2 separate regions of the Mus musculus genome follow, and region 2 is linked to region 1. The links are chromatin contacts, called in public HiChIP or PLAC-seq maps. All regions are on one chromosome and are shown on one strand. The core of a region is the stretch at or near the end of the contact, and the rest is flanking DNA. Distances in the headings are between cores, read along the strand shown. Region 1 has its middle 18 kb from the start of Arf6. Region 2 has its middle 3.1 kb from the start of Gm40434.

Region 1 (2,700 bases), core at 172-2,671:
AGCCCCTCTTATGGTGTGGGCTGTTATCTTGCTGTTGCTAGGTAACTGGGAGGAGTCTAGCCTGAAGGTCAGAAGCTTGAGACATTGTCTATGTGACTACTAGCCACATGCTTCTGTGGGGGCTGTGGGAGCAGTAACTTCGACAGGAGCCAGGTGTCCAGGAAACACGAGGGAACGCCTTCCACCCATGTAGGTGAATTATCACCACCAGGTCTTACCCAGGTTCCACACCTCAGCTTCACTGGAGACCAGACTGTCTGTGCATAGCCCATTGCCCCACATTAACTTTGGCTGTAGAGTGTAGTAGCTATGTTAATGATCAACTCTTCAGTCTTATGAAGCCAACATGAAGAACCCAATGCTGAATTTTTTTTCTTGTTTCAGTAATAAGTAAAATAATTACAGAAACCAAAAAAACTCAGATGAGCAGTGGTAGAAGCCTAAACAACAGAGTGGCGCTGAATGTACCAAACTCTATCAGATTGATGAACACAAGGATTTAGGAGTCAAGAAGAGACTGTGGGCAAATCACAGGATCTACCCTATCAGCTTGGATGTCGCTGTCACTAAACAAGATGAAGCTATGAAATAAAATGGGGTGTGTTGGTATAAGAAGGCTGAGGCAGTAGGATTGCTGCAAGTTCTAGGGCTATAAAGAAAAACCTTGTCTCCCCCCTGCCCCCAGGACTGAGTAGAATAAGGCAAAGAAAAGGATAAGAACTATCTCTTAGATACACTGCTTAGACGCATCCACTGAGTAGAACCTGGAACCCCAAGCCAAGGCACAAGAACTGAAAATTCAAGGCCTTTCTAGGCTACAAGCCAGACTTCCTTCTCAAGAAAAAAAAAAAAGTCCACTGAGATATCCAAAAAGTGGATGGCTGTTGAGTACCAGAATATAAAGTATAGAGCTTAGAAATAAATATGGCGACCTACACCATCACCAAAGACAGCTTTAGTGTTGTAAGGAAATAAGATTGCCCGGGGAAGGTAAAATGAAAGGTGTAATATTGCCTAGAAATTCACATTTTCCTCCAAAATTCAACCCCCAGACACACTGTCTTCTAGCATCATCTACACATACCAGAATGTTCCACTGGACATCAGACTGCCATCTCAACTGTGAACGAATTTATTCTATTGTAGGTCAAGCTGGTTGCTGTTGGAATTAGCTATGCCACATTGAGTGGCATTTCACAGGTGCACAGTCACAGCTGCTCATGGTCTTCTCGCCTCCCTGTGCATTTACTTATAACCCAGATCGCCAGCTAGAGTTCTCACACGCTCCTTCACATCTCATTTCCCTATCCCAAGCCCTTCTGCACTGCCCAGGTATTACAACCAGCCTAAGCCCCACCCTCACTTTCCAATGCTCCTTAACACTGTCCTCCACCTAAAAGGGCTGGGCTCCTCCTAGCAGCTATCCTCTGCTACCTGTTCTATGGAGACCAGCCCACAGTTACACAGCCCACAGTTACACAGCTGCTATTAAACAAAGTTTCTAGGTGGTTGTGGCACCACCCACCTGTAGTCTCAGCGTGTGGGAAGCTGACTAATCCAGGAAAATTGCCAAGAATCCAAGGCCAGCCTAGGCTACATAGTAGCAGGCAAGCCGGATACTTAGCAAAACAAAAACAAAACAATAAAATTAAAAACAAAACAAAACAACACAGAAAAACGTAAAACCCCTCCCCCCCAAAAAAAAACTTCCAAAAGATGTCAGTTCCTAAACTGCAATATGTTTACATTGTTATAGGCATTTTATTCTCCTTTGCTAAAACTAGAAAATGGGCAGTTCTACAGCTTTAATAAATTTACCGAGTACTTTCCCTCTAAAAACAGAAGAGCAACTTATCAGAGCGGAGCACACAGTGCTACCTTCTGTCCTGATTTGGGCAGATAACCATCTCATCCTAAATAAGCATCCACTGAATGCTAGCGATTCCCACCTCCCAATAGCTCCACTGCTGCTAAGTCCCATGCCAGCCAGTGGGCGGACTTAATTACCAGATCATATGGGAACTCTGTGATAGCATTCCAAAGAAGTGCCAAACTTATCCCTAAACTGGCTGCAGCGTTTTCCAGTCTAGAATAACTAGTTTTTATGTGTGGAATGATCATGCAAATTCTTTAACCCGAGTTTCCCCTCATTTGTCAAATGAGAGAGTTCCAGAACAAAGATTAACATTTATTGAGTACTTACAGGCACCAGCCTTGGTCTAGATACTTTACATGGTTGGCTGACTTTATTTCCTGTAGTAAGTCCTAAGATAACAGGACACCGTTACATTTCAATTTCAGAGTTTTCTTTTTTTTCAAAGTCAATACAGTAACAACCCTTTCAACTGTTGCCCAAAGTCTTTTGGAGTTAGATGCTGCTATGGTCCAGAACTGAGCCCCCAATCAAGAACTGCTGGTAATTTCAGGTACTTAGAGAAGTCCAAGCAATAATAAAGAAAAACATAATGGGTTTGATAATGAATGGCTTTTATCCCAGCCCTCGGGAGGCAAAGGCAGGTGGGTTCCTCTGAGTTCAAAGCCAGCCTGGTCTACATGGTGAGCTCCAGGCTAGCCAGGGCTACACAGTGAGGCTAGTAGATAGACCCTGTCTCAAAACAAACAAACAAAACACTTAAGAAAATATAGTTCCGGGGCTAGAGAGCTGGCTCAGCGGTTAAGAGCATTGACTGCTCTTCCAGA
Region 2 (2,745 bases), core at 6-2,505, 69 kb before region 1:
TATGTTGTATATGTGTGTGTTTGTGTGTATTGTGTATGTTGTATATGTGTATATGATATGTGTGTGGTGTATGTGTGTGTTTGTGTGTATTGTGTATGTTGTATATGTGTATATCATATATGTGTGTGTTTGTGTGTATTGTGTGTGTTGTATATGTGTATATCATATATGTGTGTGGTATATGTGTGTGTTTGTGTGTACTGTGTATGTTGTATATGTGTATATCATATATGTGTGTGTGGTGTATGTGTGTGTTTGTGTGTATTGTGTGTGTTGTATATGTGTATATCATATATGTGTGTGTGGTGTATGTGTGTATGGCACACATGTATGAGCATTAGGTGTCCTGCTTTATCACTCTCTACCCCATTCCCGTGAGGCAGGTTATTGTCATTGAACTTGGGCTCCCATTTTTTTCTACCTGGTAACCCACAAGTTCCAGTGATCCTTTTGCCTCAGTCCTCCTTATACCGGAGTCGTGACTGCACAACCCAGCTCTCATGTAAGTGCTGGGACCTGTACTCTGTCCTCAGGCCTACGCAGCAAGCACTTGTAAGCCCTGAGCTGTCACTCCAGTGTGTGTGGTATGTGCGTACACACACAGACACACACATACACACACACACGCCCAGAGTGATCAAGTTCAGAGGGGTATAAAACAATGTTCCCAAGGGATTAGGGGTGAGAAAAAATAAATTATTGCTTGTTGGTACAGTTTCTGCGTAGATTTTTTTTTATGTTCAAGAAATCTTAATAGTCACACAACACCAAAGATGTGTTTAATGCCAATGATTTGCACACTTAAGAATGATTAAAATTGCCAGGCATGGTGGTACACAACTTTATTCCCAGCTCTCAGGAGGCAAGCAGATATCTGTGTGGGTTTGAAGCCAGTTTGGCCTACATACCAAGTTCTAGGCCAGCCAGAGCCTCAGATCCTGTGTAAGAACAGCAACAAAATAATGGTTCAGTGATATTGTTCCTCAGAACAAAGATTGACCTCTGGCATTCTCAAACACACAACCCACAGAAATATGCACATGCGCCTGCACGCTCATGCACGCGCACACACGCACACACATGTACGTACACACACACACACACACACACACACACACACACACACACACACAGAGTTAATAAAACCTGAAGAGGTAGGCTTTGTTTGCATGAGAGGAACTGATGAGGCAGACCTTTAAACTCTTTGTGAGTTTATTTTAGGCTCTCCTTGCTTTGCCGCCTTCCGTTCCTGCCTGCTTGGTGGAGCAGAGCAGCTAAGACTCAGTCAGAGGATGCTCTAGGGGAAGGGCTCCCAGTGATCCTCACTGCTGCCTGCCTCTTCTGGGACATTTATCATCTGCTTTATTCCAGTTCTTCAGCTCTTGGGAGTAACACCCGAGCATCCTCCAGCTCCCTACGTGTGTGTTAAGCCAGAATTTGTGGGATGGAAATATTATTGCAGGATTCCTTCCATCCCTATCGTCTGTTTACTTTCCCTTCCTGTGTATTTCATAACATGGTGCAGAGGAGTCTGACTCAGCACGTACAATCGTCTGTGCGATGCTTGCCACTTCCTCGTGACCTACTTTATACCCAGTTGCTCATTCTGGCATTTGGAGTTCAAGTTTCAAAAAAAATCCTTTTCTAAATAACTGAAATATGTTTCTGAGGGAGAAAGAGAATAGAAAACGCAGTGTTGGAGGGCTTGCAGCAACCCTCAAAAGACCCCAGATGGGGTGTTCCAGATCAGCCCGAGGCTTCCTGTCTCGCCTGCAAAAGCTCCCACGCTTTACCCTCTCCTGTTACCCACAGCTGTCTCTTCACGTGCTCTTCTGCTCTTACTATCATTTCCCTCCTAGGAGATCCCCCATCTGTCACCAGGTGCTCATCCTTGCTACTGGGAGACTCACCACTGAGCTTTCTCTCCCCTGGGAGTGTACAGCCTGGGTCTGGAGCAGGGATCCCAGTTCCTGGATGACCAGCACTGTAGAAGCTCCCCCCAGATAATTCTGAATTGTAACCTCAGGCTCCGTTTTTGAGCATCACTGAGACCGGGGGAAAGGAGTAGGATACCTCATGGTCTACTTCAGAAACCACAAAGCATTGAGGGACCCTAGGAAAAGGAGACTGGGGTGGTCTGAGAGATGAAGGGAAAGTGCCCTGGACCAGTGGGGAAGCACAACAGGTTCTGTGGGTGGTGGGGCCATTCCTCACAGAATGTGAGGGTAAGACTTTGGGTCCTGCTCCTCCCACCAACAGCCTTGAAATGCAGACGACACTTGCCTCTGTGAGGCAAAGATATACAGTGATCTACCTAGTAACAGAGGTCTTGGACAAGGCCTTGCTTGACCCACCAGTCTTCCCGTCATGACGATATTATCTGCTCTAGGGCTGAGTTAACATGTAGAAACCTGGGATTTCTGGGACAGGGAATCTTGCAAGAATTACTGAATGGTCCTTGTGGAGAGTGAATAGTATGGTTTTCCTTTAAAGTGGCTGACTTTGACCGTGGGCAATACGGGTACCTTGTACATTTGATCCAGGGTGTCTGAGCATCACTGCATGGATGGGATGAACAAACTAATAAATGATAGCTACTCTTCTCTCTCTCATCCTTCTCTTCTCCAACTTCCTCTATCTTATTATCTCCCCCCCTTCACTCACACACACACACACACACACACACACACACACACGTATGCAGGAACACACTTGTTCATGCAAGCCTGGAAATTCCTTCAAAAA

The links. HiChIP or PLAC-seq counts read pairs in DNA pulled down with a chosen protein or histone mark.
Region 2: a contact with region 1 is called in an H3K27ac HiChIP or PLAC-seq map of embryonic fibroblasts, with 37 read pairs. The contact joins two enhancer-like sites. A contact is called at or near these places in 1 of 39 promoter capture datasets (stem cell-derived epiblast-like cells), 1 of 15 datasets of contacts at CTCF or cohesin (CD8 T cells), 34 of 484 Hi-C or Micro-C datasets (8-cell embryo, the AML12 cell line, B cells and 27 more), 13 of 115 datasets of contacts at active chromatin or transcription factors (CD8 T cells, the HPC-7 cell line, T-cell acute lymphoblastic leukemia and 10 more) and 1 of 9 other capture datasets (embryonic stem cells).

What each region holds. Positions count from the first base shown.
Region 1 is chr12:69,388,997-69,391,696 of GRCm38.p6, reverse strand. No RefSeq gene overlaps it. Among named protein-coding and RNA genes, the nearest start is that of Arf6, 18 kb to the right of the region's middle. Within about 2 kb of position 1,421, at least 40 of the 459 cell types and tissues checked have an H3K27ac peak or open chromatin away from gene starts, as enhancers often do. A contact at or near this core is called in the G1E-ER4 cell line, the HPC-7 cell line, embryonic fibroblasts and 1 more, where this site is marked.
Region 2 is chr12:69,457,306-69,460,050 of GRCm38.p6, reverse strand. No RefSeq gene overlaps it. Among named protein-coding and RNA genes, the nearest start is that of Gm40434, 3.1 kb to the left of the region's middle. Within about 2 kb of position 1,255, at least 198 of the 459 cell types and tissues checked have an H3K27ac peak or open chromatin away from gene starts, as enhancers often do. A contact at or near this core is called in the G1E-ER4 cell line, the HPC-7 cell line, embryonic fibroblasts and 1 more, where this site is marked.